4 separate regions of the Mus musculus genome follow, and all the other regions are linked to region 3. The links are chromatin contacts, called in public ChIA-PET, HiCAR-type and HiChIP or PLAC-seq maps. All regions are on one chromosome and are shown on one strand. Each heading gives the region's core, a stretch centred on a gene start, on an enhancer-like site or on the middle of the called end of the contact. The rest is flanking DNA. Distances are from core to core; before and after follow the strand shown. Region 1 holds the start of Pigq (phosphatidylinositol glycan anchor biosynthesis, class Q). Region 2 holds the start of Rab26 (RAB26, member RAS oncogene family). Region 3 holds the start of Gnptg (N-acetylglucosamine-1-phosphotransferase, gamma subunit). Region 4 holds the start of Tbl3 (transducin (beta)-like 3).

What was found. ChIA-PET counts read pairs in DNA pulled down with a chosen protein or histone mark. HiCAR-type assays count read pairs that join an accessible place to other places. HiChIP or PLAC-seq counts read pairs in DNA pulled down with a chosen protein or histone mark.
Region 1: a HiCAR-type map of astrocytes shows a contact between it and region 3, with 2.8 times the contacts expected there. The contact joins the promoter of Pigq here to the promoter of Gnptg in region 3. A contact is called at or near these places in 1 of 484 Hi-C or Micro-C datasets (embryonic stem cells) and 1 of 115 datasets of contacts at active chromatin or transcription factors (astrocytes).
Region 2: a contact with region 3 is called in an HNF4G HiChIP or PLAC-seq map of pancreatic cancer cells. The contact joins the promoter of Rab26 here to the promoter of Gnptg in region 3. A contact is called at or near these places in 1 of 39 promoter capture datasets (pre-B cells) and 1 of 115 datasets of contacts at active chromatin or transcription factors (pancreatic cancer cells).
Region 4: a contact with region 3 is called in an RNA polymerase II ChIA-PET map of memory CD8 T cells, with 31 read pairs. The contact joins the promoter of Tbl3 here to the promoter of Gnptg in region 3. A contact is called at or near these places in 3 of 39 promoter capture datasets (fetal liver, hippocampal neurons and pre-B cells) and 2 of 115 datasets of contacts at active chromatin or transcription factors (memory CD8 T cells and pancreatic cancer cells).

Annotation. Positions count from the first base shown.
Region 1 is chr17:25,938,426-25,943,757 of GRCm38.p6, forward strand. Pigq (phosphatidylinositol glycan anchor biosynthesis, class Q) reads right to left here and starts at 3,564. Exons shown (of 11, transcript NM_011822.4): 1 at 3,390-3,564. Nhlrc4 (NHL repeat containing 4) reads right to left here. Exons shown (of 2, transcript NM_001039038.2): 2 at 3,808-5,332. The coding sequence ends at 4,936.
Region 2 is chr17:24,529,805-24,535,126 of GRCm38.p6, forward strand. Rab26 (RAB26, member RAS oncogene family) reads right to left here and starts at 3,943. Exons shown (of 9, transcript NM_177375.1): 1 at 3,573-3,943; 2 at 2,408-2,518; 3 at 982-1,023; 4 at 839-905; 5 at 587-639; 6 at 251-316; 7 at 110-166; 8 at 1-13. The coding sequence starts at 3,779. Gm33508 (predicted gene, 33508) reads left to right here and starts at 4,091. Exons shown (of 3, transcript NR_169077.1): 1 at 4,091-4,181.
Region 3 is chr17:25,236,215-25,241,433 of GRCm38.p6, forward strand. Gnptg (N-acetylglucosamine-1-phosphotransferase, gamma subunit) reads right to left here and starts at 3,902. Exons shown (of 11, transcript NM_172529.3): 1 at 3,846-3,902; 2 at 3,700-3,757; 3 at 3,561-3,628. The coding sequence starts at 3,897. It overlaps Tsr3 (TSR3 20S rRNA accumulation), which reads left to right and starts at 3,956. Exons shown (of 6, transcript NM_026676.3): 1 at 3,956-4,150; 2 at 4,230-4,449; 3 at 4,850-5,043. The coding sequence starts at 4,039.
Region 4 is chr17:24,704,132-24,709,185 of GRCm38.p6, forward strand. It overlaps Tbl3 (transducin (beta)-like 3), which reads right to left and starts at 3,522. Exons shown (of 22, transcript NM_145396.4): 1 at 3,393-3,522; 2 at 1,984-2,035; 3 at 1,804-1,899; 4 at 1,670-1,717; 5 at 1,434-1,575; 6 at 1,266-1,350; 7 at 1,016-1,186; 8 at 680-755; 9 at 501-594; 10 at 236-417; 11 at 5-146. The coding sequence starts at 3,433.

The DNA.
Region 1 (5,332 bases), core at 2,314-4,813, 700 kb after region 3:
AAAATAAAAGCGAGGGGCTGGAGAGATGGCTCAGCAAATAAGAGCACTGACTGCTCTTCCAGAGGTCCTGAGTTCAAATCCCAGCAACTACACGGTGGCTCACAACCGCCCGTAATGAAATCTGATGCTCTCTTCTGGTGTGTCTGAAGTCAGCTACAGTGTACTTAAGATATAATAAATAAATATTTTTTAAAAAATAAAAAAATAAAAGCGAACCAAACAAACTTGTTTCGGGGCTCAGGAAAACTGGATGCACACCTAGATCACTGGTCCTAAGGCTGCGGGTAAGGCCTGCTTAAAGGAGCCGCTCCTCCTGTGACACGGACCATGTCCTCCTGTTGCTGCTGCCACAAACTCATCAATCCCGAGCTCCGCCTAAGTCAGGATTTGAAACTCCACCAGTTCCCATCCTGGAAAACTTGGTCCTCCAACCTCCAAGAAATCCTATATAAGTTTGCTTCTCACTCAGTTTTCTGCTACTTCTAGCCCAAGCAGAGGTAGCTGCCATCTTGTGTCTTTCCCAATAAATCTCTTGTATGAGGCTTGTTGTGTGGTGTGACTTTGTGCTTGCTATTCCTTGGCTCCAGACTGCCAGGACACCTTTGCCTTCAGAGCTGTAACACAGAGACTCAGTCTCAGAAAGTAAGTAGAGAAGAGGCTGGAGGTGTAGCTCAGTGGTAGCGGCTCTGCTCTGCCCTCTGCTCACCTGAGGTACCTCTGGGTAGTACTCCTCTTTCTCTGGAATCCTTGGCAGACACCCCAAGATGGGGCTCCCAGCAGAGCAGTATTTCTCTCCATGAGAGAATGTCAACGCATTTTCTGTGAGGGAACAGCAGCCCTCCTGACCTCTCAGGCTCTTGGTGTGAGCATTAAGAACCACCACAGGGGCACCACCACAGGGGCTGGAGAGATGGCTCAGCGGTTAAGAGCACTGACTGCTCTTCCAAAGGTCCTGAGTTCAAATCCCAGCAACCACAAGGTGGCTCACAACCACCTCTAATGAGTGAGATCTGATCTGATCTGATGCCCTCTTCTGGTGTGCCTGGTGTGCTTACATGTAATAAATAAATAAATCTTTAAAAAAAAAAAAACCACCATAGTAGCTACAAATCCTTTACTCTGTGGACCCCACTCTGTTCCTTCCACAGAAAAGGTGCTGTTTGGAGATTGTGGGTGTCCTCCACTTGTGCCTGCTGATCTGAACTGCTGGAATGGTTGGCAAGGTTCAAGTGCCTACATATGCCTTTCTTTAGTCAATACCGCATCTTGCCCATGTGAAGTGAAGGACACAGCAACCATGAACAAAGACCCCATTTTTGGATCCTTTCCTGAGGGAGGCCCAGATCTTGGGCTGAAGCCTAGTTTCCTGGTCTAGTGTCTGCACAAAACAATTGGAGTCGAGGGGATAGACAGTGACACAAGTGGTGGTGGTAGCTGGCCCATAGACAAATGGCCAGAGCTTGAAGGATCCAGGTGCAGCTGCTCCCTTCCTGTCCAGCCCAAAGCCGTCACATGGACAATGTGGCAAAGCTTTTTGGTTTTGATATTGAGGACTAGACCTAGGGTCTCATATGAACTATAACCCAGCCCAATGCTGAGAGGACTAATGGGACCCAGCACTGTAGGACTTCCAAATGCTGGTGCTGATTAAAAGAACAGTCCAAGCCTGAAAAAGCCGTTAAAGAAGTCTCGGGAAGCCTTTCCATAGAACTCTGAGTCAGAAGTCTCCAGGAAAACAAAACTCCAAAGAACCCGGAGGAAGCAGGCAATTGGTAGGTGTCCATAGGGAAAACCTGACGCCCAACACTAGGGCAGGCTAAATCCCCATAGCCAGTGTCAAGAACCAATTTCTCTTGTCCCTTCAGTAGGAACTGACTCCAGAAGGCCATGACATGAGGCACGGCTAAAAATACTAGAGCCATTCCGCCTGTAAGAGCCCCGGCGGGTCACTGTCATAGGGAACCCTTCAGCCCAGCCCAAACTCTTGTTCAACAACTTTGTAAGGACACACCAGCTCAGTGAAATATCATTTGACTCTCTGGGGGAACACTTCACATGAACTAAGGAAAAATGCTCACAACCGTGTAGGAAGAGAAATGCCCTTGATCTAATTATAAACAGATGTTTCAAAGGTTGGTTTGGAGTCTGCTCACAACTCGTGAATCCACTGTGCTATATACACACTGTGTCTATGCACATCCTCCTTGTGGAGTATGCTTCATTTACAGTTTACCTTAAAGCAAAAAAGCTCGGGTCAAAGGAAAGAAGGTGCAAGGCAGAGAGAGGTTGGAGCTCTGATCTGTGGGGTACTGAGAGAACTCAAGTTGAGGCAAATCCCCACCCTCACTCCCATCTCAGCCTCCGGATGCACTGAAGTGTAAGAAGGAGTGTGCTTACACTGGGCTGCTGGGATCCCAGCAGCAGAAAATGATGATGAAAGAGCAGGCGATCGATACAAGAGGTGAGAGGCTGGAGCGAGAAGGCAAAAACCTGGGATGCGTGAAGGCCTTTAAAGATGCTGATTAAAAGAACAGCCCAAGCCTGGAAAAGCTACCTTTGCTAAGAAGGAGTCAGTTCCCTCCCCGACAGCCCATTCCCAGGAGGGTTAAATAAGAGGCCCCAGGAAGTCTCTTCACAGAACTCCAAGTCAGACTTCAGCAGCAGAGCTACTGCTTACTTCCCCTGCAAGGAACAGGCTTGAGGGATGGCCAGCCCAGTTAAGAGAGACCTGGGACACATCATAGCTGAAACATTACTTTGTGAATCTTTGAGAGGGTTCATATTTACCCCACGTTCAAACAACAACAACAACAACAAAACCACTTTTCTGACTAGGGATGTAGTCAGTTGGTATGGAGCCTACCTAGCCTGCACCAGACCCTGTGTTGAGTCCCCAGAACCTCATAGACCAGTAGTAGCAGTGCATATCTGTAATCAGGAGGTGGCCAAAGGACAATCAAAAATTCAAGGTCATCCTTTGCTACACTAGGATTTTGAGGCCAACCTAGCCTAAAAGAGAACCTGCACAGAAACACATTTTCCGCCTCTGTAAATGCTTTCCTTTTTCATTTCAAAAGGAGGGGGTAATCTGTTTCTGATCTTTACTGGAGTGGATAAATATGAGCCTCTCAGCCAGTGCCCCAGGAATCTTCCAGCCAGTTCCCGGCCTGGAGGGGAGGAGGGGCCTCTCGGTGCCCTCAAGTTCCGGAGAGCAGGCCCAGACCCACAACGGGTGCCGCTGAGCCTGGAGGTCAGCTGCGTGGGTGGCCGCCTCTCCCTCTATCCCGGCCTCAGGTTTCCCATCTCAGAGTCTTTAGGACCAAGAGGCCTGCGCTACCTCGGGATTTCCTCCTCTTCCTCTCCCGGCCCCGCCACCCGCTAGTGCTCACCAGCTGGTCCCCGGGGCCGCGTCCCCGAGCGGTAGGGAAGGAACTGGGTTGGGCACTGCGTTCGGCGGGCCCGGGAGGACGACCGTGCTTGCGGCTCCCAGGCCCGCCGCGGGACATCAGCACCATTTCCGCCGGCTCCGCGGCGTTGTCGCGCGACGGTCCGGTCCCCAAACATGCCCGGGCTGTCCATCGCCTGAGCCCGAGAGTTCCGCGCGCGCGGCTCCTGTCATCAAAGCTACCCTCGCTGTAAATATCCTGAAAGGTCCGGTGGATCCAGCCTTTGAGGACCATGGTAGCCGCTTTGTTCTTACCGCCTGGCCTCCTAAACCCAGGCCCTTCCATCTGTTTCTATCCATTGCGAGTAGGGTGCATGCAGACCCGTGTGGGCCGCATAGTCTGAAAGCAATACCCCTAACAACGCAGTAACTAGTGTTTATTGAGCATCTACTTACAAGCAAAGTTTCTTTCATTGTCCATTAATCCCCCACAACATAATGAACAGGGCATATTGATTTAGCCTGCAGGAGTGACATGTGTGTTGACCTCAACGTCCAGATGACAGGCTGGGTGCCACCCCACACCCTAAAGGAGCAAAAGCAAGGAGCTTTTTCTTGCTTCTTCCCACATGAAGAACATGGGTGAGACCAGATTCTCAATGAGTAAGCTCTTCAAACACACACACACACACACACACACACACACACACACACACACACCCCTCCCCTTCCAGATCTCATCTGTAACATGGGAGGAAAGGCTACTGTTTTCCTGTCTTGAATGGAAGGGTATGAAAGAACCTGTGCTACCCAGAACCGTCCCAGCACCCCACCTAAGTGCTCAAAAGTGGTTTGGACCTGGATTGAAGGGAAAACTGAAGGTATCTTTCAAAACAGGGAGTGTCCAGTAGAGGACCTGCCCTTGCTATGTGCCCTACCAGGACACATGTTGGCCTTACCCCTCTGATTTGCCTACTCCTTACCTCTCTGTTGGGCCCAGAGTGCTGTTGGAGGCTCAAGAATGGGAATATTTTTGAAGCTGGGGGGAACACTAAGGGACCACACCCTTCCCCTAAACTGCCCAACCCAGCCTAGCCACACCCTCCCTGCCTGCCTGCCTGCCTGCCTCTGATTAGGATGTAGGGGTTGGACACCTGGCAGGAGATCTTGCCTAGCTATCTGCTGGCAGACAGCCTCAGCACCCAGGATCTATAGCTTCAAGTGTTGCCTCAAAGCTCAGGCCTCCCGAGACCCAAGCTAGCAGAGCCAGGGACTGAGTGGCCCTTGGGTTTTAGGGGCATGAAAACCTATGAGCATACTTAATAGGGAAGTGGAGATGGCCCAGTTTAGAACCTCATCAAGAAATGGTGATTCATGGTTTCTGTGTAGACAGGGGCACTTGCCAAGAGGAAATCACAAAGCCAGCTAAGACCAGGTATCAGGAAGACGGCTCAGCAGGCCCCAAGGAGCCTACCAACCTTCCATGATAGTACAAAGGACTCAGGCCCGGCCAGTCCTAGCAAGGGGCAATTTCCCCCAGAGCCTACCCCTCAGGCCATCTCCCCCAGATACTGGTACAACTTGATGCAGTTGTCCCCTGCATCTGCCACCACTAGTTGGCCCTGGGGTGCACAGGCCATACCCAAGGGCCTCTTTAGTCCCTCCAACTGCAAACAGATGGGTGGCCCAACCCGGGGAAACAAAGTCACTTGGTGCCTCTGCTCATCAGCCACAATAATGCTACCCTCTGCATCAGAGCACACACCTGCTGGGTGGCCAAAGTTATGCCCAGTCAGGGTTCCTAGGGAGCCCAGAGGCTGGTGGGCACTGCCAAACAGCTGTACATCCCCAAACTCTTCACTCACAGCAAAGCCCCCATCAGGCCCTGGACCTACCCAACAAGGGCCCTCCAGACCTAGCATGGAGGTTGGAGCAAGGGGCTCCCAG
Region 2 (5,322 bases), core at 2,693-5,192, 710 kb before region 3:
GTAGCCCATACTCCTGCAAATAGTTACTGCCAGCTAGGTGCTGGGCACCTGGGGGCAGCTCAGTGTCCCAATCTCAAGAACACCCTCATCGTCCTCCCTGTCGACTCACCTTGGCTAATTTCTCCCCATCTTCCCTCTTTACCACACGGTCTTGAGTAGAGTCAACCTGGCCAGGCACAGGGATTTCATTAGTGCCTGTCCCCGGTGCACCCTGTGGGCCAGGCTGGAGAGGACAGGCCCAGAGTCCTACCTTGTTCCCTAGCAGCATGAGCACCACATCCTGCTGGGCATATTCCTGGATCTCTGTCAACCAGGCCTGTATAGGGAAAGCTGAGGCCAGTCTCAGGGCTGGTCCTTGTGGCCTCTTGTGCCACACCTGATTGAGTGGCTTTGCTAGAAGCCCTTATTTATCCAGGTGGTCCTGCTAATGGAGCCAGGTGTCACCCAGGCCCGTTGAGTTAGCCAATAGCCTGGCAACCATGAGCTGAGGGGTTCATCATGTCTATCCTTCCTGTTAAGTAACAGGACTCGGGCTCCTGATGCCATTTAGACAGTCTTGATTCATTCCCCCACCAAGGCCACTGACCTGAATGTTGTCGAAGGAATCTTTGTTGGTGATGTCGTAGAGCAGCAACAGTGCTGGATATAGAAAGCAATGAAGACGTCCCTGGGGGGGGCCTGGTGGCTCCTAACTACCTGCACCCTTTTAGATACTCCCAAGTGACTGCATCACCCTCACCTGCTGTCCCATAAGTGTGCCTACTTGCCTCCTGCCCCCATGCCAGTAGGCAACCCACACTATGTGGAGGATAGCCAGACCCCATGTCAATGGGCTTACCGTGAGCATCTCGGTAGTAGGCATGGGTGACACTTCGGAACCGCTCCTGACCAGCTGTGTCCCAGATCTGTGGCAACAGGCACTGGTCATACTGCCCAACCTCTCTCCCTTGTGTCTCCAGCCCCACACTCCTGTCACCTCACCTGCAGCTTCACCTTCATGCCATCCACATCCAGAACTTTATTCTGAAACAGAAGCAGCCAGCAAGCAGTAAGGATGCCTGCCATCCTCTGGTGGAAGTAGGAAAGGCAGTAATAGAAGCAATGGATGGACTTCCCACTGAGTGGAAGTTGGAGGCCCTCCTATCCCATTCCTACAGTGCCTCCAGTGCCAACCCTGGGCCTCTGTTAACAAGCACGTACACCCCAGGTCATACCAGCTCCTACTTGTCAAAAGTGTGGAACTGTTAGTACACTTCCGGCATAAAGACAGATACTAGCTTAGGAGCACCTTCAACTTGAGCTCCTTCACCCTGCCTGGAGAAGCTGATTTTATCCCCTCCCCCCTCAGTCACTGGGACACCCATTTCCCAGGAGATGGTCTTATGCTTGTCTGACTCTCTACTGTGCCCACAGAGCCCAGATCTATGGTTGATATATAGGGGATATTCGTGAATTTGCTGTCTGCAAGTTTTCCAGATCGGTCCCTTTCAAGATGAGACACTAGACTAAAGTGCCATCCACCTGTCATCCCAAAGAAGGGCTGACTAGAGGGTGGAGCTACAGGAGGCCAAGCCTGGCTCTCCCTTTCTCCAGAGCTTCCAGATCTTGAGGGACCCAGGCTCAGCCTGGCATCTGCCTGGCACAGGAGGGTGCTTCGCCTTTCCTGCACCCTGAACAGGGGTGCAAACCAAGCAGCCCTACAAACCAAGAGGAGGAGGGGGAGGCCATGACAGGCAAGGAGACCCGTTTTCATGCCTCTCCTCCTCCCTCTGGTACTTCAGCCTTTACTTCACCCTAGACTCTTATAACCTAGAGGGCTTAAGGAGACCTACAGTCTTCCAGGCCTGTATAGGATAAAGAACAGGTCCCACTGGAGGGAGCCCCTTTTCCTGTCTCCAGAAATGGGCCTTCCTCCCAACCCCCTGCTAACTGGGTCAAATTAAAGGGTGAGAAAAAATGCAAATTCAGGATTTGCCAAGAACACACCAACACCTCAGCACATGAGATTCAGACTGGGTGGGGGTGGGGATGGGCTTTAACACTAGCACTCGAGACCCTGCCTGGGATCCTAAGGAGGTCTCCATATGCAAATGCAGGGATCTCCTGAGTGAACAGGCCTTAGGTTTTCTCTCGCTGTCACTATCCTGGAGCACAGCATCAACCCCTGGGATGAGAAAACGGCTTCCGCTGAATGCAGGCACTACCCTGGGTATTAGGAGGCTTCCCAGGACCCCCGGACTCTCAGGGGTGGGTGGCAGATGCTTTGGTAGCTAAGCTCCACCCCCTGGGCCTATGGACATGTCAGGAGATTGAGAATCCACAGCCAAGGGTACTAGGAGGACTATGTATAGGAACCATAGCACAGTGGGACCCAGTCAGAGCTCGGGACACCGGCCTCTACTCTCACCCGGAAGTCGATGCCCACAGTGGAGATGAAGGTACCAGCCAGGAAAGCCCCATCCTTGAAGCGCACAAGCAGGCAGGTCTTCCCCACACCGGAATCCCCCACCAGCATGACCTAGAACAGGCAGGAGGATCAGAGGATTCAGGCTTGGAGCCGAGGGCCTTGCCCACCTAGAGATGCTTCTGATCTGCCTTGAGCTGTGGGGGAGGCAGGAGAGGAAATGAGTATCCCAGGCCTGTAGGTTCAGCAGTGTGGACCCCAATAGCATGGATGCCCAGCTTCTCTCTCCCCCTCCCCACCCTCACCCCCGTTCACCCCCTATCACCTCTCCCTCCAACAATGCTGCCTCAGTCACAGAGAGTGAGGACAGCTGTCCCCATCCAGGACCTTACCTACCCCTCCTCCATGGACAACATGCTTGATCTGGGAGGGCAGCATTTGGGGCCTATGGGGAGCAGAGCCATGGGAGTGCAGCTGGAAGCTCCTAAGAGACCTTTGGGGACTCAGTATTGGGGGCCTCTTCGAATTCCAGCAAAGACACAAATCTCAGCAGCAAGGTTCGGAAGAGGTGTGACAGCTTTTGAAGTGAAGAGGGGGTAGGGATATCTGTGGGCCTGAGGGCCAGACCAGTGAAGTCTTTCCCACCCACATGATCCCTCAGGCCAATGTTTCAGGACCCAGTGATGGCCCTGCCTTCGGAGGTCAATTCACCTAGGCTTCAATTTTGTTCTGGTCTAGGGTGGCCTTGTTCTCTTCTCTCCCAGAAAAAGGACACTTACAGCCCCTTGGGGGGGTGAGGGAAGGCAGCATATGGATGGGAAATGATGAGACAGGAGCACCGGTAGGGGCCATAGATCCCAGAGGGACAGCTTCAAAACTCTGATCTTGCTTGGCCTTGCAGTAGATGGAGTGGGGGTAGGGCCCTGCCAGCTGTTGAATACCCCAGACCCTAGTCTAATAGTTGTGTTTGTGTGTGTGAGAGAGTGTACGCGCGCGCTCGTGCACGCACGTAGGGTCGCGTGACAATGTAAGGTACTGCCGTGCCATCTGCAAGGTGCTGTGCCAATTCAGCGCCGAGGGTCTGCAAGGCCCTGCACTCTTCCCCAGCGGCAGTCTAGGATCCAACGCCACCTGCTGCATTCCCATGGCGGGGAGGTGCCTGGCTCACCTTGAAAGCAACATCGTAGAAGTCTCCAGTGCTACCAAGTGAGGGCCGGATGGACTGCGGGGGCCCATTGGGCGGTGCCTCTGGGCCAGGGCGCACAGTCCTCGGATGTGCCAGACGTGGCCCATTGGTGGCGGCGGCGGCGGCGGGCAGCGTAGAGGTAGCCGGCTCACTCCCCCCCTTGCTCTTGGGGGTCTTCTTCCTGGACATGGTTCTCAGTGTGCTCCTGCTGCTACCGCTGTGTCCCGGGTTGTCCCACGCCCCGTGCCCGCCAAGACCGACTCGGACCCGAACCCGTCCCGCAGCGGCAGCGGCGGCGGCAGTAGCAGCAGCATCTCCAGCACTCAGTGCCTGCCCCGCCCCCGCGTCCCCACAGGCGGCGCAGCCATTCAGGCCCAGCCTCCCGCCACCACTGCCAATGGTCGCTCTGAGGCGGAGCCATGCAAATAAGTCTGTCGCTCCAGGGGCGGGGTCAAGAGGTCCCAAGAAGGCCTTAGGTGTGCATCCCAGGAGCATGCTCCAAGTGCACTGTGCTCAAAGGGCTCCAGTTGTCCAGTGAAGGAAGCACCAGGATCCTGTGTCCTCTCTTTGCCCCAGTCTTCAATGTCCCAGGTCAGTAACCTAGCTCAATAGACTAGTCCATGGACCTGGGACTACGATGTGTTCTGAGATGAGGATGCTGGGGCAGATGGCTTGCATGAATAGGCAGCCTGAGATTCAGGGTTTTTGTTTTTGTTTTTCTATCAGAGATACCAGCCATCTGACTACTTGTCCTCAATGCTATTCCCTCCAGGATAGGCAAATTTAAGAAGCTCCAACACTCATGCTTCACAAACAATCCCTGCTGCACCGAGCACTCTGGGCTCAGCTGATCAGAGGCATAACGGGCACGCTGTTCTTCCTCACGTATTTTTTTTTTTTAAGATTTATTTATTTGTTATGTGTACGTACACTGCAGCTGTCTTCAGATACTCCAGAAGAGATCGTCAGATTTTGTTAGGGATGGTTGTGAGCTACCATGTGGTTGCTGGGATTTGAACTCAGGACCTTCATAAGAGCAGTCGGTGCTCTTAACCACTGAGCCATCTCTCCAGCCCCATCTTCCTCACATATTTTGCCACCTGGGTTGAAGTACGGATATCTAAAGTGAGAAAGAAGTAGTTATCACAGCCAGCCAGCATCAGGCCTTCAGAGATAACCAAGGCATAGGTTAGGGTTAGGATTAGGGTTAGAGGTCTGCCCTGACAGCCTAGAAGATTGGAGGTCCCTTCCTAGAATTGACTGGCCCATGGTCTTTCCATCCTAGGTTCTCATCCAAGAGAGGTCTGTGTTGATTTTCTAAACCCCAAACTGGTTCAGGACCTGGTATACCCTTCTCCTGATTCTGACCCTGCTGCTTTACCTATGCTGACTGGAGGATTTCTGTCCAAAGCCCCTCACCTAAGACACTCCAGTCAGGAGAAAGAAAGTCAGAGTTAAGGACAGTGGATGCTGGAGGGTGGTGCCTTTGAGACCCAGTATTTCTTGGTGTTCCTCTGGAATGGCCTAGCTGTTCTCCAAGATGTGATCATTGTCACCAAAACTCTGCGTTTCTTGACGGCCTTCTAAACTTTCTCAGTTGGCAGAGAGCAGAGCATGAAGAACTCCCTACCTCTGTGGCTCAAAGCCTCCTCCTATCTCTTTCAGGCCAATTTCCAGATCTGTATACATCCTGACCCAGAGTGGGGGTACTGGGCTCTCACTTTTGCATTCC
Region 3 (5,219 bases), core at 2,652-5,151:
GTGTGGACCTTTAATCCCAGCACTCAGGAGGCAGAGGCTGACAGAGCTTTGTGAGTTTAAGGGCAGCCTGGTTTACAAAAGTGAGTTCCAGGACACCCACTGTTATACAGAGAAACCCTGTCTCAAAGAATAAAAGAGTTAAGAAAGAAAATCTAAACTGCAACCTTATTAGAAAGGACCTGCTTTACCACGCAGGCCCAGCTTTGTGATTCAGATCTCTGATCACATGCTAAACTGTACTTAGATGTACAGTCAGTTCTGATGCTCTCCTTGATAACCGAAGCCAGGAGCATGGGTCTTTCTCATGGCTGTCTCTAGCTACTTTATAGCGTCATTTCTGTCTTCACCTTCCTGTTGTGTGATGTCCTCTCAATTCGGGCTGAGTGACTTCCCTTGGTGTTCCTGATAGGACAGGTCTATTGATTCTCCTGCAGGTTCTGTTACTTAAGAAAATACCTGCCTTTTTGAGGTGTGCCAGGGACTCAACCTAGGACCTCGAGCATATATTCTGAAGTTCTATTGACCTGGGGCTGTATGAGAAAAATAAGAACAAAAACTGGGGGCTGGAGAGATGGCTCAGCAGTTAAGAGCACTGACTGCTCCTCCAGAGGTTCTGAGTTCAATTCCCAGCAACCACATGGTGGCTCACAACCATCTGTAATGGGATCTGACACCCTCTTCTGGTGCATCTGAAGGCAGCTACAGATTGTACTTAAATCTTTTTTAAAAATTGGTTCTCTGAAAAGATAGCAATACTGACACCTGGAAGCTGGGTGTGATGGCTTCGTGCCTGTAACCCCAGCACTGCGGAGACTGGAGCAGGACGCACTGGTGTGGTGCTGGTGCCAGCATGGGGAGATGGTGTATTCAGAGAAGTGTGTGTTGTGCAAGCACGAGGAACTGAGTTTGGGTCCTCAACACCCACATAAGAAGCTGGATGCCAGCAATGTCAGTGCTGGACGGGCAGAGATGGGCGGAGTCTCCGCGACTTGCTGGACAACCAGCCTAGCTGAATCCTTGAGCTTTAGATTCAGTGAGAGATCCTGACTCTCAGTAAGTGTTCGGAAGCAGTAGAGGAAGACACCCAACCTTGACCTCGGACCTCCACACAGGCACACACAAACACATTACACAGAAAGAGAATAGGAGGGGGTGAAGAGACGGGTGGGTGGTCGTGAGCACTTGTTGCTTTTGTGAAGGATCCAGGTTCGGTTCCTAGCATGTACATACGTGATGGCTCACAATCATCTATAACCCCAGTTCTAGAAAACCCAATGCCTTCTTCTGGCACAGGTACTTCACACAATATGGTACACAGACAGCAAACAAGCAAAACACCCAGTAAAATAAAAGCTTAAGTAAAAATAAACTGAGCCTGTAAAAATAAACCTGTAGCCAAACTGACTAGGAAAAGCAAAACTGTAAGTAAGTAAGTAAAACTAGAAATAAAAGTTGGGGTATTTGCAACCAACATCACAAAAGTAAAAAGGGTGATTGGTAACTATGAACGAATGGATGTAGTTGAAACTGACAATTTCCTCCGAAACACGGGCTTGCCAAGGGTGGCTTCGAGGAAGCAGCAGGCAGCTGTGAATGAGCACACCTGTGAGGTTAGGCAGCCCATCTCCTAGGCTGAGTAGCCCTTCAACCAAGTAGGTTTCTCTCACCCCCCCTCCCTATCTCCCCATCCTCTCTCCTGCCAAGACTGTCCTGGAACTTACTGTGTAGGTCAGGCCTGGGCTTGAACTAATGATCCTCCTCTGAGGTGCTGGGATAATGGTCTTGTGACAGTCTATGCATACTGTATCTTTTTCTTTCTAATATTGCTATTAAATGAATAAAAATAAACATCTGCAGTACTGGGTTCCTAGCAACATCTGGCCCCTCCTGGCCAACCAAGGAGCTACATGTTAGTTTGGAAGGGCTGTGGAGAAGTCTTACGATTATACACAAATACACGCGCGCGCGCACACACTATTATACACAAATACACACGCACACGATTATACACAAATACGCACGCGCGCACACTCACACAACCTCACAATGTAATGGTAGCAGGACTTAAAACAGTGTCACCTTATGAAAAGGAGAGAAGATGGTAACAGTTGACTACGAGAGGAGCCTGGTAAGTGCTCTGCAGCCCTGAGCTATCTCTTCTTCACGGGATCAAATCTACAAACCAGCTTGCCCAACATGCCTAAGATAGTGGGTCACCAAATCCCCAGAGTGCAGCTAGTCACGTTTTTTTTTTTTTTTTTGGAATCTTTATCATGTATCTACTTATTTATTTATTTATTTTTATTAGATACTTTATTTATATACAATATAAATAAATATTAAATAAATTTATTATTATATATATTTATATATATTTATATTATATATTTATTTATATATAATATAAATATATATATATAAATAAATATATATTTCAAATGCTATCCCGAAAGTTCCCTATACCCTCCCTCCACCCTGCTCCCCTACCCACCCACTCCTGCTTCTTGGCCCTGGCATTCCCCTGTACTGGGGCATATAAAATTTGCAATACCAAGGGGCCTCTCTTCCCAGTGATGGCCAACTAGGCCATCTTCTGCTACATATGCAGCTAGAGATATGAGCTCTGGGGGTACTGGTTAGTTCATATTGTTGTTCCACCTATAGGGTTGCAGACCCCTTCAGCTCCTTGGGTGCTTTCTCTAGCTTCTCCATTGGGGGCCCTGTGTTCCATCTTATAGATGACTTGTGAGCATCCACTTCTGTATTTGCCAGGCACTGGCATAGCCTCATACGAGACAGCTATAACAGGGTCCCTTCAGCAAGATCTTTCTGGCATATGCAATAGTGTCTGGGTTGCCAAGGTTCTTTTATGCTGGCCAGCCCTGAGCCACCTCCAACAGCTTGTCTTTCAGTCCTCCTAGGATCTTAGTCCCAAATTTCCTGTGCTGGTGCCCTCTCCACTCCGTAAGACCTAGAAAGGGCTAGATACACCTGGAGTGTTGAGTCTTCATACCCAACATCCCTAGAGCTTCTAATTGGTCTAAGCACCTGTGGAAAGTAGAGGCTTTAATACCACAAGTTGGAGGCCAGCTTGAGTCTACTATAAAAGACTTTGAAAGACTCTTACCTTAAAAACACAAAAGTAGCCGGGGGTGGCACACGCCTTTAATCCCAGCACTTGGGAGGCAGAGGCAGGCGGATTTCTGAGTTCCGGGCCAGCCTGGTCTACAAAGAGTTCCAGGGCTATACAGAGGAACCCTGTCCCGAAAAACAAAACGAAACAAAACAAAAACCCCACAAAAGTTAGGGATGTGACCCAAGCCTTGAGCGCTTGCTTGCTTAGCCCTAGGTAATCGCCAACCCTGGGAGCGAGAGGGGATTGCAGTTCCAGTATATACTTCAGAGCATTTAAAACACTCAAGTTTGACAAACGAATTCGTAACCCTTCAGCGAGTACATTATGAGTCCTTCATCCAAGGCACCCTTCCCTCCCTAACCGAGAGCTTTTTTCGGCCCCCTCAGTCAGCACCTCGGCCAGCTCCGCACCCTCCCGCGCTCACCGGATACAGCTGAAGGCTCTCTCTTGGGCTGAAGGCGGCTTGCCTGGGGCAAGAACGGGTTATTCAGCCTATGGAACAGAGAAGGTCAGAAGAGCCAGCCAGGCTCGGTCCCCAAGCCGCAGGACCGTGATCCGCTCACCCGAATGTGTTAGGCTCCTCCACCACCTTCATCTTCCCGGCACATGCCGGCGCGGGCCCTGCGGAGCGGGGAGAGAGGTGGTGAGTAGGGAGCGGAGGCGCGAGCGACGCCAGCGCGCGGGGGGCTATGTGCGCGGAGCCACTGACCCTGCGACGCGAGCCCCAGCAACATCAGGAAGCCAGCCAGCCGCCCCGCCATTGCTCCTAGGGTCTCACGGTCACGTGAGTGACAGCCGGAACTGACTCCCCTCAAAACCGGAAGCTGTGCGAGCGCGCACGCGCGCACGCTCTTGAACAAACGCTGGAGCTGAGGATTTCATCTCGGATTTCATCTAACATTATGGGCCGCAAGAAAGTTGCTCGCGGATCCAGGAAAGAGAGCGGTCGTGTTCGGCGACCCTCTGGCCGCTCTCTGGATGCTTTCGCTGAAGAGGTGGGCGCTGCGCTGCGTGGTGAGTTTGGAGCAGTCGGAGCAGCGGGTCGGGCCTGGGAGCAGGCGCTGAGGACCCGGCCTTCTCTCTCTCCTTGTAGCATCCGTGCAGCCCGAGGAGGCCGAGGACCAGGGCGGCCCGGGCCCTGCGGCGCTGCCTTGTGCCTTGGCTATGTGGGAGCTTGGTCACTGCGACCCCAAGCGCTGCACGGGCCGCAAACTGGCCCGTCTGGGTCTGGTGCGCTGCCTGCGCCTGAGCCAAAGGTTTGGCGGTCTGGTGCTCAGCCCAGTAGGCACTGAGTACGTGTCTCCGGCAGACAGGTAGACACCAGAGGCCTGGGGATCGGGGAGGGGTCGGAGAGGGGTTGGAATGCCCTTCCCACCATCTTGTCTTTGTTAAACTGCCCTGTATCAGGAGTATCATTTTCTTCAAGCCTTGCTTATTGGTCTTGGATGTCCACATCTTTCATATGAGCAGAGTTGTATTTAATTTGACCCTTTTCATAGAGCAGGGCTATAGTGTAGAAAGCCTAGGAGAAACATTTGTTGTGTAAAGTAAACACTGTCCAGCTACCCTCAACTGCTTCCTGAAGGGTTCTTTCTACTATTGCAATAAACCATAACTTCGAAATAGCAGAGTGATCTCTCATCTGTAGTGAAGCCAGTCTCCAAGGATGTGCCTTATTTGGGGCCCTAGAACCTACCCTACACTCTCTGACAGACAGCTGGTGGCACAGTCAGGGGTCGCAGTCATAGACTGCTCCTGGGCCAAACTGGACGACACACCCTTTCAGAAGATGCGAGGGAGCCACTTGCGGCTCCTGCCTTACCTCGTAGCTGCCAACCCTGTAAACTATGGCCGGCCCTGCAAACTTTCCTGTGTGGAAGCTTTCGCTGCTGCCTTCTGCATCGTAGGTGAGTTTTGGGTCTGACAGAAGCCTGGCAATGGCAGTCTGGAGGCTGACTGCTTGCCCCCTCCTCCTCCCTCACCTGGAGACTGGGGTTTCTTCTGGCAGAGTCTGAGCAAGGGGGTGGGATGTGAGGAGAATATATTGGGAGCCATTAGAAAACAGCCTTTGTCTTCAGTCTCA
Region 4 (5,054 bases), core at 2,272-4,771, 530 kb before region 3:
TTACCTGTGTGACCATGGAGGATCTGACAAGCCAAAGTCTGCAGCTCAAACACCTTCAGGCAAGGGCTGTTGGAAGCCACGACGATGTGGGAGTCACTGGGCCCCAGGAAGCGAACATCCAATACTTCCTCACTATAGCCAGCAAACTGTGGGAGACAGGAAGGTCGTGAGTGAGGGCCTGCATGCAAAGAAGCCTACAACCCAAGCCCTGCACTGGGCAGGAACAAATGCTTACCTGTTTCTGCAACTGTAAGGAGTGTGCCTCATAGAGGAGCAGGTTGTGATCGGCAGTGACAGTGAGGAGCAGGTCAGCAGCACGGGCCAGGGTACAGTGGGTCAGTTCCTGCCGTAGGCCTGGCATTTGTGGCTGGGTGTATACACACTGCCCAGAAGCGGCCTCCCACACACGAAGGATCCCTGTAGGATAACAAGGGCTGTTGAAGGATGAGGTCCACAGGCTTCCCCCAGCCCCTGGTCCACGTGTGGCCAGTCCCCCACACCTTGGTCACCAGCTGTTAAGAAGTGCAGGCCTGAGCTCTTCACACCCAGCGCAGGTGCCGGCTGTTCGGGCAGTAGCACAGAGGCTTCCACGCTCTGCGGATGAGCAAGATCAGAGCCTGTACAGCCAAGTATCCTCTCCTTGCCCCATTCACACACCCTGGCCCGTAGGCAGCCATACCTCAAACACTGGCACCGTCCTTGTAGTCTGGTAGCTCTGAAGGTCCCAAACTATGCAGATCTTGTCACGGCCAGAGCTGAGGAAAAGCAGGTCCCTCTGTTGCAGTCTCAGCCTTGGCCTCCTCTTTCTTTCTTTCTTTTTTTTTTTTTTTTTTGTTTTTTCGAGACAAGGTTTCTCTGTATAGCTCTGGCTGTCCTGGAACTCACTTTGTAGACCAGGCTGGTCTTGAACTCAGAAATCCACCTGCCTTTGCCTCCCAAGTGCTGGGATTAAAGGTGTGTGCCACCACCGCCCGGCTGACCTCTCCTATCCACCCACCAGTAGCCAGCCACTGACCTGAGCATAGTGTGGCCACCCTCACTAAAGGACAGAGAAGTGACAGCACTATAGTGTGCAGTCAGGACAGCCAAACATGAGCGGTCCTGCAGTGACCACACGCGGATAGAGGTGTCCACAGCTGAGGAGAAGAGCAGCAGGCGGGTGGGGTCTGGATGGAAGGCCACCAAACTGAAAGCAGGGACAGACAAATGAGCTGGACTTCCAAGGGTGGTGCCCCCGCCCATCCTTCCTCCACCACCCTACTCACTGCACCACACCAGGTGAGCCTCGAAAGTGGTGTGTCCCGTAATGTTGCACAATGTCCCAAACACGTACAGCCCCATCACAGCCGCCTGTAGGGATGTGTTTGAGGTTAAGGGTGTACAGAACCCTACCTTAGTATCCCCCCAGCACACCCACCTAGCTGGGGTCCTACCTGTGGCTAACAGTGTAGAGGTGGCATCAAAAGCCATGGAGGCCACAGGAGCTGTGTGTATCGCCTTCCACAGGCGAGTGACAGTGCCTTCCCGCCAGGCCCACTGAGCCAGCAGCAGTGCGCGGCTGGCTGTTACGAGTACCTGGGGAAGGGTGTGGGATAGTAAAGATGAGGGATAATACATTCAGTGTGGAAGGGAGGTCCCAGAGCTTACCCACCGCCCCTACCCATCATACTTCATCATCAGGACTGAGGTCAAAGGAGGTAATGTCCTCTTGGTCCTCCTAAAGGAAGAGTGGGCATAGAGAACACCATAAGAATATGCTGCCCTCCCCCAGGGCCTCTCACATCTGCCCAAGTCTGTCCTTACCTGCTCCAGGCTCCGAAGCAAAGCCCCTGAGGCCACATCCAGGATGTTAACTTTGGTACCACAGACACAGAAGAGGTAATGGCCAGTCTGGTCCAGCTAGGGACAAAAGGGGTCTCAGCCAAGGAACTACTCAGTACTCACTAAACCCCCCACCCCCGCTATGCCCCTGGGGATAGTTACCTGTGCTTTCCCACCCTTGTAGAAAGGTTCAATCTTTCGCTCAACAGCATAGCTGGGAAGAGAACAGGATGCTGAGTGATGGCCTAATGTCCTTGCCCCAGTGCCCCCAGACCACTGGGTGCTCTCCCAGAGATGAGACAAATGCTTGCCCTTGCTGAGCGCCCAGGCAGCAGCAGGAACCCGGGGGTGAAAACCAAGCATCTCCGTGGGAGGATGTTTCACATTATGGAGAGGCTGAGATGCATGCCCCAGTGGCTCTCATGGGGTCATCAGACAGGTTGAAGAGATGGGCCTGACTCAAGGTGAAGGAAGCCCAACAGCCCAGGCTTCAGCACTGAGGTCTTTTGGGGGCTCTCTACTAGTTGTGGGAGGCCAGGAATAGTAACATACTCTCAAAGTCTTGACCAGTAGGCCCAGCATGCCACCCCACTCCTCCAGCCTCAGTGTCATTTGGTTTCTCCCGACTAACAGTGACTTCTGGGATCTGACTAAAGCTGCCCTCTTTTCCACTCCCTCTACTGCTTTGGTCCAAGCCGATGAAATTTTCTGGGAGGTAATGGCGGTGGCCATTGCAGTCTCCTCAGTGAGTTTCTTACCAGCGCTTTCATCTCTGTTGTCTAATGACTTCTAAAACAACTGAGGGGTGTCTCTGCAGTGCCTAAACTTCCCCTTCTTTCACACCTCACATGCTTTTGTGACATTACCCTGCCTGGCCCAGAAGGACTTTTGCCTGCCTTCCTTTCTTTCTTTTCTTTTCTTTTTTGTTTGTTTGCTTTTTGAGACAGGGTTTCTCTGTGTAGCCCTGGCTGTCCTGGAACTCACTTTGTAGACCATGCTGGCCTCGAACTCAGAAATCCGCCTGCCTCTGCCTCCCGAGTGCTGGGATTTAAGGCGTGAGCCACCATGCCCAGCTTTGCCTATCTTTCTTAATAGTCAACACCACAGCGTCACTGCTCCTGGCCCAGGCACTATAACAGGTCATTTGCTTCTGCCCTCTATTTGGGCTGGGCTGGGCTTTCCAAATTCAAATGCTCTGCCCTCCAACCTCCTAAGTCCAGTCCGTGGAAGTCTGCCCATCAAAATAAAAGCAGCGTCGGAGACTCTGCAACCAGTTAACCCATCAACAGAGATGCTGTCAGCACCGAGGCTTTTCTTTGCAAGAGCTCCCTTGCCATAATCCATTCCACTCAGTGACAGATGGAAATTAGTTATCTGAAAACTGCACACTATGAATAAAGGCAGAGCCTCTTCCTATCTTAGCACTAAACAGCAGCTGTTCACAGGGGAACTGACTGAGCTCAGGACTCAGAGCCCCCGCTATCACAATGAACACCCCTCCTAAACTCCTGGCTCCCTTTTCCGGTTCCTCCCCATTTCCCTTCGGGTCCGCGCCTCCTCCGAGGACTTACTTGGCTTTGAAGCGGCACAATCCCGCCGCAGTCTCGGCCATGTCCCAGGGCAGCGCCTCCAAGTTCAGCAGCCTTTCTCCCCGCGTGAACCGGCCAGTGTGCTACTCTGTACTTCAAGGCACGCGGTGATGACGTCAGGAGCCGCAACTCCTTGACGCCATCAACATGCGCGCCGGGAGACCGGCTGCTGCCACTGGGAGTGGGAGCCGAAGGCATATCCAGTGTGGATGCTGGCAGCTGGCAGTAGAACGTCTTATTTACTGTTTTCATTTGGGTCTGTTTTCCTTTCCTTTCCTTTTTCCTTTCCTTTCCTTAACTGTCCTGTCCTTTTTTTTTTTTTCTTTTGGTTTTGTTAGACAAGATGTCTTTTACAACAACGGATTGGTGTCTCGGCGGTGCTTAAAGCTTCCCCTATCGCCGGGCGTGGTGGCGCACGCCTTTAATCTCAGCACTGGGGAGATCGAGGCCAGCCTGGTCTACAAAGTGAGCTCCAGGACAGCCAGGGCTATACAGAGAAACCCTGTCTCGAAAAACAAAAACAAAACAAAACAAAACAAAACAAAAAAAGCTTCCCCTATCACATGCTTCTGTAGATCTTGTCCAGGACTTTCGCCTCTGTGCCCCGCCCCCAACCCGATGTGTGTTTGTGTGTGTGTAACTGTCTGTCTGTCTCGCTCTCCTTTCCTCCTTCCCTCCCTCTCCCCCCACTCCCTTTTGTGTTTTTCGAGATACAGATTCTCTGAAGCACTGGTTGTCCTAGAACTCGTTCTATTGAAGATCTGCTTACTTCTACTTCGCGACTGCTGGATTTAAAGGCGTGTCCTTCCGGCTTGTTTTCTTTTCATTAAAAATTAATTTGTAGCCGGGCGTGGTGGCACACGCCTTTAATCCCAGCACTCGGGAGGCAGAGGGAGGCGGATTTCTGAATTCGAGGCCAGCCTGGTCTACAAAGTGAGTTCCAGGACAGCCAGGGCTATACAGAGAAACCCTGTCTCGAAAAACCAAAAAAATAAAAATAATAAATAATAAATAAAAAATAATAATAATTTGCAGGGCTGGAGAGATAGCTCAGTGGTTAAGAGCATTGGCTGCTCTTCCCGAGGTCCTGAGTTCAATTCCCAGCAACCACATGGTGACTGACAGCTGTTTATAATGTGATCTAATGTCCCTTTCTGGCATGCAGATGTATATGTAGATAGAGCACTTTATAAATAAATTTTAAAATTAACTTGCAGGCTGGAGAGGGCTCAGTGGTGAAGAGTGCTGACTGCTTCTCCAGAGATCCTGAGTTCAATTTCCAGGAAACACATGGTAACTCACAAACATACATAATGAGATCTAGTGCCCTCTTCTGTCCTGCAGTCGTACATGCAGGCAGAACACTGGTTACATAAATAAATCTTAAAAAGAAAATTAATTTACACTCAGTAAGCTGAGGTAGGTGGATCTCTGAATTCAGGGTCGGCCTTGTCTATAGCATAAGTTTCAGCACAGCCAAGGCTACACAGAAAAACCCTGTTTCGGGAAAAAAAATGATTAAGGAAGAGTCTGATTATGTATTCAGTTAGTTTTAGGCTGGTCTGGAATTGTGTGATAATCTAGACTGGCTTCAGGCTCAAGCTCTTTCTGTTTCAGCCTCTCTGATACCCTCAAGTTATCATT